Regions from separate parts of the Sus scrofa genome. Here region 2 is linked to region 1. The links are chromatin contacts, called in public Hi-C maps. All regions are on one chromosome and are shown on one strand. Each heading gives the region's core, a stretch centred on a gene start, on an enhancer-like site or on the middle of the called end of the contact. The rest is flanking DNA. Distances are from core to core; before and after follow the strand shown.

What was found. A called contact is a pair of places that touch in the nucleus more often than the background predicts.
Region 2: a contact with region 1 is called in a Hi-C map of liver, with 3 times the contacts expected there. The contact joins two enhancer-like sites. A contact is called at or near these places in 1 of 5 promoter capture datasets (liver) and 5 of 47 Hi-C or Micro-C datasets (liver and skeletal muscle).

What each region holds. Positions count from the first base shown.
Region 1 is chr15:117,961,550-117,967,118 of Sscrofa11.1, forward strand. No RefSeq gene overlaps it. Among named protein-coding and RNA genes, the nearest start is that of FN1, 230 kb to the left of the region's middle. Within about 2 kb of position 3,117, at least 6 of the 83 cell types and tissues checked have an H3K27ac peak or open chromatin away from gene starts, as enhancers often do. A contact at or near this core is called in liver, where this site is marked.
Region 2 is chr15:118,034,637-118,040,227 of Sscrofa11.1, forward strand. No RefSeq gene overlaps it. Among named protein-coding and RNA genes, the nearest start is that of MREG, 240 kb to the right of the region's middle. Within about 2 kb of position 2,350, at least 2 of the 83 cell types and tissues checked have an H3K27ac peak or open chromatin away from gene starts, as enhancers often do. A contact at or near this core is called in liver, where this site is marked.

The sequences.
Region 1 (5,569 bases), core at 1,867-4,366:
AAAGAGAGCATCAACAGCAGGCATCCTTGTCTTATTGCTGAACTGAAAGAAAATATTTCTTATATTTTATTATTAAATGTTATGCTTGTATTAGCATTCTGGAGATACCCTTTATAAACAGGTAAGGAACTTAGCCATATTTCAAGTTAATTGATTAATTCACCCAGGTATGAAATAGAATTTTCATTTTCTTTAATACTTCTCTCTCCACAGCCTTGTAAATAGGTTTACTTTTCTCTTAGATACTATCAGCCCCCAGTGCTAACCTCATTTGGAGGCAGAGAAGAGGGCATAGGATTCAACAGAATTGAGATGGGATAACTCAAGGCTGTCTATTGATATCTCTTTTTGAAAAAGAATGATCCAAACTGATAAAGCCTTTACATCCTTTTTTTTACAGAATAGGATGAGAATAGTTAAATAAATACTAGCATAACAACTTATTTTTTTTAAACCTATATTTTAATAACTATGGTTAAAGGAAAATAAACAGTGCAGAGTTAGCCCCCAATTCTATATTTACGGTTCCCAAACTCAATTATACATTCAAATCATTTGGCTTTTGTTGTTGATGTTGTTTTTGTTTTTTGGAGGGTTTTTGTTGTTGTTGGTTGGTTGGTCAGTTTTTTTAACCCATGTTCCCTGTAATTTAGTCATCCTTTCTTAGAGAAATTTGTTCCCTGATTCCCTGTCATTCTCACTTCCTTTCTCTGCCTTGGTTTATTTTTCTGCTTACCCCTCCCGCCCCAACACACAGATGTTGCGTAATAACTTTTATTTATACAATGTCTTGATAATACCACTTCTTCCCAAAAGGCCCCATTTCTAAAATTTCCATTGTAAAAATTTTTTTTGCTAATAATTGAGCAGAGGGCATTTTTAACATCTACCCTTTTTGCCCAGTGAGGCTCAGACTAGGGAATGTGTGTTATTTAGGACAAATCTACCACTAGAAAAACATGTAGCTTCAATATACTTACATCAGAGAGCCATAGCCATAGGACTTGGTAGCTGGTAAAGTGGGTGCTCAGCACTACCACACACCCAGCATGGTTACCTCACGGCTACGCTGCAATGCCTTGCTATCAGGCTCCTTTCTCATTCCCATCTCCTTCCTCTCCACTGTCCTGTCCTGCTTGACTTCCATCCAGTGACTCATGTTTTAAGGGAAATCAGAAAAAGCTTCTATTTTTAGAAAGGGCTAAAAGTATGTCAAAAGTGTTGCCAAAAAATTAATAAATCAAGATAACAGATGGGTTTAGCAAAATGGAAAAAAAAAAAAAAAAAAAAAAAAAAAGAGCCCTTGGGTGTCATGCAAAGCTTACAGAATGTCTGAGGTTTTCTTATTCCTCCCTCTTTAAATTTTGGTTTCCTAAAGGATATCTCTTGCTTTTCAGTGTCCTTATGCTTTCCTTTGGCAACTTCCAGATTTCTTTTTCTAGTATATCGGCTGACCTGCAGTTATGACTTCTGCCTCTTCACCGAAACAAGTCAACATTCAGATTCAAACATTGAAAAGGTGTTCACAAATGGTAAGAATTTGAGACATCAAAAGAAGGAAACTTGAAGCACTGTGAGCCACACCAAGAAAAAGTAGAGCTGAAGAACTGCACTTATATGTTTGCACTTATAGGTTGAGTAAGTTTAAACTCAACTGGAAGACAGAACTAAAACTAAATTGATTTCATGATTTTTTTCCCCCCCAGTTCTTACAGTCTTTCTTTTTAATTTTTTTCAGGAGTCAGTCAGCTAAAGATGTGTAGTTTTTCTGAATAGTCAAAAGGACAAGGATTTGCACTTTGGTATATAACTTGTTTTCATTCTGGCATTTAACATCTGTTTTCTGAGTATGAGATAAATGCTCTGGAAAAAAAAATGGCTTTTGATGATGCAAGATTAGATTATTTACCTTTCAGGTCAAAGCTAGGGAAAAAAATTGCTGCTTCATTAAATATATCTCACAGCTTCAAAGAAAGGGATTTTTAAGAGAGGAAAACCAAAGATGGTAAGGAAGTAGTGAACATTAAAGTTTAGCTTGATATTTCCCAATGTTTGTTTGAAAAAAAAAAAATTAAGTAAACTTTTTTTAAGCAGATATGGGAAAAAGTGAAAGGAGGTGAATGACCCTAGTTTTAATTCCTAACTTCTCTGACCTTAATAAAGCCCAGTGGGGTCAGGGGACTTTCCCACGGTCATACAGAAAACTCCAGTCTTCATCAACTCAGTTTGCATCTCTTTCTGTTACATTACATGCCAAGAATTGTTCTTTAAAATATCATTAGAGTAGATATTATTTCTGTGCTCACTTATCACAATATGGGCAATTGAACACTTTATCACTAGTAGCAGTTAGGTAATAATCATATGGAAATTTCTGAATTCATTTTTATAAAGTATATCAGAAACATTAAATATCTGTAGTTATATTTTTTGGAAATATGAAAAAAGATAGTTCTATAACATCGTGAATGAAAACTAAGGCCCTATGCATTTTGTGGGCCATAAACAATCAGAAAAATTTTGGAAATGGATGTTTCCAAGAGAAACGACTAGTGATAGCTTTTAAAATATGTTTTTAACATCAATTAAGTACCTTTTAAAATTGGCCAAATAATGCTAAAGTAAATCAAGTGCTTAAACAGTGTGAAGATAGTATCTGAAGTCTAAATAAATGTTCAGTCATTCCATCAGGAGCAAATCATAAAGAAAAGATATAAAGAAAATACCAGATCGGTTAATGTGTCCTTTATTCATGGTTTACTCCCTGAAACATTGTTCATGATTTTTTTTTCCCAATTCTTACAGTCTTTCTTTTTAATTTTTTTCTTTTTATGTTTCCCCAAGTTCACACTTCACACAAAATACCCGTTGAAGCAAACAGAAAAATGACACCAGCTCTTGGGCATTCCAATCAGTTTGTACATTAAAATGGCGATTATTGAAAGCACACAAAAGAGTTTGCAATTTGACATCAGGAATAGGGGGCAGACTCGTTTGCAAAGTGATAAGGGAGAGTTGAAGACTTGTAGGGTTAATGAAGTAAGTACGCAATGCTGAAACTCAGGCCAGAAAAAAAGCCAGACGGCACTGGACATGGATGGAGCCAGGGGCGAGGGGAGGCACTTGGAAAAGATGTACAAGGTTGTGGTTTCCTGCTAAATTAAAATGACATAGACAGCACCACAGGGCTTGCTTCATTATATTATTGTGAAATTTGGACTCAAACAGAGTGAGGTAAACCCACAAGTTAAAGTGTTTTTAAAGTGGCTTAATAATCACTTTGGAAAAAAAAAAGGAACACTCGTTCAGCAGTACGACTGGAACTTTGATCAACAAACACCCAAGGGACACAACCAGTCTTTTGCAAACAAACAGAAGTATCATGGCAGGGGTGGGCTTGGAGGTTCTTGCCCTAGAAAGATGATTTTCTTCCTAAATTGTGAAAGCTGGTAGTAGTGTTATGTGATGGAATGCTTTTCAGATATTCTGTAGGAAATTTGCCCTCCTGAAAGGACTGATAAATGTTATAGGAGATAACACAGGGCTATTTGATTTCATTTTAAAAATGAAATACATTAAATTTTTTAGATCTCCCCCATTTTATTTCCTCATTGAAGAATCAGCTGCCCAAAGCACCAAATCCCACCTGGGCATACTGCCAACTGAAGTAGATTTTTGTTCTCAATTTTCATTTTCTGGATTCCTTGATGACCTGATTTCCTGTCATTTCATGCTGCAGAGATAAGGATGATTGGCTACAAATCAGGGCTCTCTGTGGAGTGGGATGGGAGATTGAAGAAGAGGAAGAGAAGGAGGGAGGCCACAGCTCATCTCATGGTTGGTGGTTTTCTCAGGCTTTCCTTATGCTGCCTGTAAATTTCATCCAGAGATAAGCTCATCCTACATTTGTCATGGATTCTCATATTGGGATAGAAGGTGCAGACCAGGGATTTGGGAACCATTCATTTACCAGTGTCACATGACTTCAAAGGATTCCCCCCAGGGCCGCTTGCTGTGCTGGGATACCAGCTCTTCCTCTGAATCCCTAACCCATTACTTAAGCAAAAAGTGCTGTTTCTCGAACTTTTCCGACAATTGGTCATGCATTCATCTATATATTCAAAACATAGGTTTTTTTTTTTTCTAGTACCTGCCATGTGTAAGGCCTTATTCTGGCCCTAGGAATGCAACTTTGAACAAAACACAGTCACTGATTTCATGGTGTTTACATTTCAAGGGAGAACTGTTCATTTTTAAAATCGAAGGACCTTTCATAAAATTGTAGCATAGTAAGTGAAAGTGCTCTGGTCAAGGCTGGGACCACAGCCCACCATGAGCTTCACACAAGGTGAGGAATTAATGCTTATTAAGCACTTAATGTGTGCCAGGCCTTGAGGAAGTTACTGTACATTCACTTATTTATTGGGTGGGAAACTGAGCTGGATGCTTTCTAGAGTACCCATTAAAATCTAGATTATTTGGTGGGTTACTTTATGGTAAAAGTCTTGCTTTTTTTTTTTTTGCCTAGAGTTTAAGATGTGGTAAAAAGTATATATCTATATTCTAGAAGTCTCCTGAAATGACTTGCATTTGGGGGATGAGAGAGTCTAATAAGTTATGTCATATACAGTGGAAAGATCTACCCAGGTTCAAATCCTAGTTGCTCCACTAACCTTTCTGAGCCTCCTCAGTAAGTTGGGGTTAACTTATTTCTCTTAGTATTACTGTGAAGATTAACTTTATTTAACAAATATTTATGGTGTGCTTATTGTATACTGAATACTGTCCTTGCAACTAAGGATGTAGTAATTGACACAGAGTCACTGCCCCCATGATGTGATTTGGGTCCTAGTGTCTCTCCTTTGTCTTTTTCTTTTCTTTTCTTTTCTTTTCTTTTTTTTTTTTTTTTTTTTTGGAGGAGGAGGTCATTTGGTCACTTGTTGATAGAAGACAGGATCCAGTTTTGTGTGAAACCCACTGGCTGTCTCCAGGTAAACCTTGACAGTGTCAGACAGGTGGAGCCACCTCTGAGCCAGATCTGGGACCTGTCAGGGGATGTTTGGAATCCAGCCAAACCTGTTCCCTGGAGTGACAGTCATTGGGAAGGGCTTCCCAACCTGGGCTGAAAGGCCAAAACATTACCTTATGTTCAAAGGGTTCCCTGATAAAATCTATTTGTAAATGTATTTGCAGAGCTTTAACAACGTGCCTTGTTAAAAAGCTTTACGTATTTAAAAATCAGTAAACTCTTCTTTACCTCCCTCCATTTTTCTCTTTCTCAGAATGATGACAATACTGTTCCAACCCAACCACTATGTACACTATGCAGAGTTCAATACCATCTTTATTTTTATTTTATTTTATTTTATTTTATTTTTTTGTCTTTTTGCCATTTCTAGGGCCGCTCCTGCGGCATATGGAGGTTCCCAGGCTAGGGGTCTAATTGGAGCTGTAGCCACCGGCCTACAACCAGAGCCACAGCAACTCGGAATCCAAGCTGTGTCTGCAACCTACACCACAGCTCACGGCAACGCCGGATCCCCAACCCACTGAGCAAGGCCAAGGACCG
Region 2 (5,591 bases), core at 1,100-3,599, 72 kb after region 1:
TGTTTAGCCTTTCTTTGTATCCTCTGTACTTTGTCCAGTTGTTTTGGGGGCATTTTGTTGGTTATGGCTAAACCTCAAGCACATGGACTCAACTCTGAGCAAGGCAAGACAGCATCCTTGTAAGAGATCCCAAGCTGGAGACCAGTTAAGTCTTATTTTACAAAGCAGATTTCTAATGCCTGTTCCTTCCTCTTTTATTTAATGTTTGGGTTAAAAAAAAAATCTAGCTTCTGTTGAAAGCATTGAAGAATCCTCAAGAGTGAGCAGAGATGAATGCTGGGCTTATGGAGCAGGAGAGAGGGAGAATCATGTGAGGCCATTGTCATCGCTTGCTGGATGACCCTCGGGGTCAATTCCCAGTTCACTCTCCTGGCCCCTTCCTGGGGACTGGCCCTGATTCCAAGAGGTGGACCCCAGCAGCCATGTCCTTACTTGAAGCCAGACCTGATTTTTACAAGGTGCATGCTTGGATGGAGCTAAGCTAATCAGATTGCCTTTCCTGGGAATGTGGAGATCTGTATGAGGAGAAACAGCCACCAAGGGTCATGGGGCTGAGCCACAGTGTCCTGAACTGCTGGTCAGGAACTCATGAAGCTGAGATCTTTGGCGCTTCCCTACTTCTTACTCTCCTGGTGCTTTGTTTTTAAATTCAGATATTTCCAGTAATACTTCCTTTTTACTTAAATTAGACAATGTCTGTTTCTTTCCCTTTAACCAAATAAATTTCCTTTTTTTTTTTTTCTTTTTTAGGGCTGCACTCACAGCATATGGATGTTCCTAGGCTAGGGGTCGAATTGGAGCTACAGCTGCCAGCCTACACCACAGCCACAGCAACACCAGATCCGAACCATGTCTGTGACCTACACCATAGTTCACAGCAACACCAGATCCTTAACCCAAGGAGCGAGGCCCGGCATCAAACCCGCATCCTCATGGATACCAGTCATGTTTCTAACCCGTTGAGCCACACTGGGAACTAGCCAAATAAATTTTAATTAATACATGATGCCAGTAGCCATTCTTTGTGAGAGATCCCCCCAGAAGCAGGGCAAATGGTAGAGTATAAGAATTGGATCTAGTAGAATGGGGAGCTATAGTCAATATCCTGTGATAAACCATAATGGAAAAGAATACGAAAAAGAGTCACTTTGTTATACAGCAGAAATTAATACATTATACATCAATTATACTTCAATAAAATAAATAATTAAAAACAGAGGCAAACTATTATACCTAGAATGGATAAACAGCAAGGTCTTATTGTATAGCACAAGGAACTATATTCGATATCCTGTGATAAACCATGACGGAAAAGAATATCTAGATATAACTGAGACCTTTTCCTATGCAGCAGATACTAACACAAGATTATAAATCAACTATACTTAGATAAATTTTTTTTAAATAAACAAGAATTAGAGCTAGTAAACAACGACCCTCCCCATCTGTAGGTTTCCCATACAATGGCAACTTGGGAGGTTCACCTAAGTGAAAAGGGGGGGTCAGATCTGGGGAGAGTGAGCCTGGGGAGGCAGCAGCCTTGATGGATAAGCAGATGAGCACCAAGCAAAAGGCAAAACACAAGTTCAGAACCAAGTAGCCTATTTGGATGATGATCAAAATAGGGGAAGTCTGGAAGCTACATATGAAGTTTTAGCCAAGAAACTAAAGTTCAGAGGAATGACCTTAGGCTTAAACAAACTGAGACTCAGGGCAGAGAAAGAACTCCAGAGTGACAACACAATGACTCAGTTGAGTCACAGGTCAATGCAGAAGCCAAGTTACCAGAATCGGAGCATCAGGTTAGAGCAGGGGGATTCATAGTGCATGGCCTGCCATGCTGGACTCAATTTCCCAATGAGGGGTGAGTCTGGACCAGGAGCCTGGAGGGTCAGGCTAAGGTTGTAGGCAGGGTTCTGGGGACAAGGCAGCCAGGGCTCTCACTGTGATTTCCCAGCATTTTGTGCCACAATGTCACAGGCCTGGGGCCTCTGCTCAGCCGCTGAGCTGCCAAGAAGAAAGGGCATCAGGGAAGCATGAAGTAGGTCAGAGGAAGGGGCACTGACATCAGCCTGCAGCCCTCGTCCTGCACGTAGCAGCATGTGGGGGGGAGGAGAGGGAGAACTGTATTGGTTGGTCAGTTTCTTCATGGCAACTCACAAATCTAGTCCAAGACAGATAAAAATGAAGCACATGGGAATTTCCTAACTTTCTGACTCACAAATATTACCAATATGTAGATCAGATGGAGACAGAAACCCCAAGTCACACTTGCCAGTCTCTAAACACTGCTTCCTACCTGCTGGACTGGCCCTCCAGGAAGAAAGATCTTCCAAAGGTCAGCTAAACGGGGCTTGACCTATTGCTCAGTAAGCAATAGGCCAAATGGAAACCCAGTATGTAATCAGCTTTCCCATATCTCTCCAGCTTAAAGGAATTAATCACACACCTGGAGATGCTTGGTCAAATCTTATGATAGATTATAGATTAACTATCCCAGTCCTATCCTCTCTTTAGTACCCTCTCCCATCCCTCTGCTCGGTTACCCTCTTGACAGGATATGACTGGGGTTCCCCAAGATCAAGGATAAAGCTATAATTCTTGTAGGGTGCATGCTTCTGATGGGCTAAGACTAACATTCAGAAAGGAGAGCCTGGACGTGTCGGCCTATCCATGGGAGGAAGGAGAGGATTAGCCGTGCATTCTGAGACAGATCTGCAATCTGGTCCCAGTATACACCATGACTGGTTCATTTAGCAGTTGGCAAAGGGAGAGGTAATTCTTAATGACTATTTCTATGAGGGCCCCAGGACTAGGTTTATCAGCATGTGCATCCCCAGATTTTAGCTGTGGTTGGTGAGGGGAAGGGGCAGGTAGAGGGAACTGAGGCAATTGTAGAATAGAAATAATTTAGGGATTCAGTGTAAGGTCAAAAGAGTTTGTCACCAGACCTCACGAAAGAAATAAAAATGTCTTCTTTCTTCCCTCTTTATTTAATTAATTTATGTATTTATGGCTGTACCCATGGCAAATGGAAGTTCTCAGTCCAGGGATGGAGACTAGGGGTCAAATTTAAGCCACAGCAGTGACCTATACCACAGCTGCGGAAATGCCAGATCCTTAACCCACTGCAGTAGGTCAAGGATTGAACACTTGCCTCCACAGCAACCCAAGCTGCTACAGAAACACAGCTGGATCCTTAACCCACTGCACTGATGTGGGAACTCCCTCTCTTTCCCTTTTAATTCACCTTTACTGGTGAGCTTCATAAATTTACTTTTTTTCAAGCTGTATTTGGTAAAACTGTGAGTGGCTATAAGAAGGAAAGAAAGTAAACATAAATCATCCCCCATCTCTTCATCCCCTGCATATTGCATTTTCATGCTGAGGGGTGGATGAAGGCAAAGTGTTAAATTATTACGAGTTGCACCATCAACGCTCCTGTGTTAGGAGGTGCCTTAGTCAGTTTGGACCGCTAGAACAAAAATATCATAGATTGGGTGGCTTAAACAACAAACATCTGGAGTCCAGGACCAGGGTGCCAGGTGCTTGGGTTCTGGTGAGGACTCTCTTTCTGGTTTGCAAATGACCATCTTCTTGCAGAGAGCAGAGAGAGGAAGCAAGCTCCCTAGAGTCTCCTCTTATAAGGGTACTAATTCCATTCATGAGGGCTCCTCCCTCATGATCTAATCCCCTCCTAAAGCCCCACCTCCTCATACCATCACGTTTGGCTTAGGGTTTCAGCAAATGAATTTGAAGTGGGGGGAATATAAGCATTTAGTCCGTAGTAAGAGATGTCTGTGGCTTTGGCTCCAGCCTTCTTCATGTAAAGCCCTTGGAACAGTGCCAGCTTGGCACATAGAAAGTGCTTTACAAACATTTGCAATTCATAGCAGTATTTTCATTAGTGTTCATATCTTCATATAGAATTCCCTGTCCATAAACCAGTCACCTCTCACCTTCTCTCCTATGCTTACTCTTGTCACCATCCAGGGGCCGATGGCCTACAGAAATATCTTCAGAATGCTTAGATTAAAATCATTGTTTCCACAGTTGAAGAAGATACAAAGGATTCGCCTCCTTATGTAGTTCTTGGAGAAGGAATTTAAGACTCAACTACTCTCAGTGATTAATACCAAGAAAAAGAAAAATGTGCAGGTTGTCCTCAGTCCTGCCGCCTTTAACATTTCATCATTTGCTGGCCTGATGGAGCTGACAACCCCCCATGTTTCACTTTTCACTCGTTGATGCCCTCACTCAATAGCTTCTCTGCTGATTCATGGGCCTCAGGGTTAACTTGTCCACATTTGCCTTATGGATTCAGGAACATTGGGTAGAAAAAGCAGGTATGTGGTGGCACACCATGGTGGGAGAAGAAAAAAATGATTCATACCTTGCCATTGTCCTGCTCTCAATGATATTTCCAGGATTACAAAGCAGAAAAAAGCTTGAGGCAGCCTGTGTGTGGTCAAAAACATGTCTGTGTGCTTGGTTACTGCATAGGACCCCAGGCCTCTGTCTCATTCAGGATGATCAGTTCTCAGTAATCATGGACTAAATACAAACCACTGTGAAAGGCAGCTCCTACCGGAGCAAATATGAGGCAACACACCAGGGTATTCTGCAGGGGTTTCGAGGCTGAACTGTCAAACTTTTTATTTACTTCTTGTAAGTCCAAGTTCCCTTAGCCTAAAAACATAAATAAGGTTATTTTCCTATTATTTACAATGACTTCAAGGCTCCATTTCCAGGGAATCCTCAAAGGTGCTAGTATTTTATGTGCATTCCTGAACCAGCTGGTCTCTGCCTCCATGGGCTCAGGCCATCCGTCTCCTCTCTGTCCACAGGCCACTTAAGCCAACTGCCAGTTCTCCTCTCCCCTTTTGGGCATTCCGCCCCTGGCAGGTGTTGGATTGGGAAGGGACAGGATGAAAGTGATATGCTCCCTCTCCCCCAAGTTCCCTGCCTGTCAGGTGATCAAGGGATGCTTCCTTCCCACAAGTGAGACCAAGCTGTGACCTTTGATAAGACTTAGGGAAGAGAACTGCAGCCTTGCTGTGCCATATGCAATTCACGCATGGAAAGCCACAGCATCACCTGGGAATACGCTAGTAATTCAGATATCTGGTCCCACCTCAATCCTCCTAAAACATCATCTGCATTTTAACAAGATCCTCAGGCAATTCATATGCATATCAAAGTTAGAGATGCCTGAATTTCGACACAGAGGAACTTTCATCTGCCTGCCAGATATCTACCATTTGCCACTCCACCCTATTCTCTGGCCTGGACACTGAACTTCTGCAGACCTCATCTACGAGGCTTCAGTGCTGTCTTGCTGCAGGTTAGGTTTGGTTAAGGAGGAGCCCTAGCAGGAGATGAGAGGCGGGAGGAAAGTGGGGCTGGGTTGATTTCAGGCTGGCTGTGACCCTCTCCATCACTAATTGCCTTGAGGCTCAGACAAAGGAAGTCTGGTTTGCTCTGTCCAAGACCTGCTGTCGAGGATTCAATTTCCTTCCCCAGGAACTGCCTGCTTTCATGTATGATTAGTAGTGTGAATATCAACCCTTTTCAACCACTTTTATGCTCTC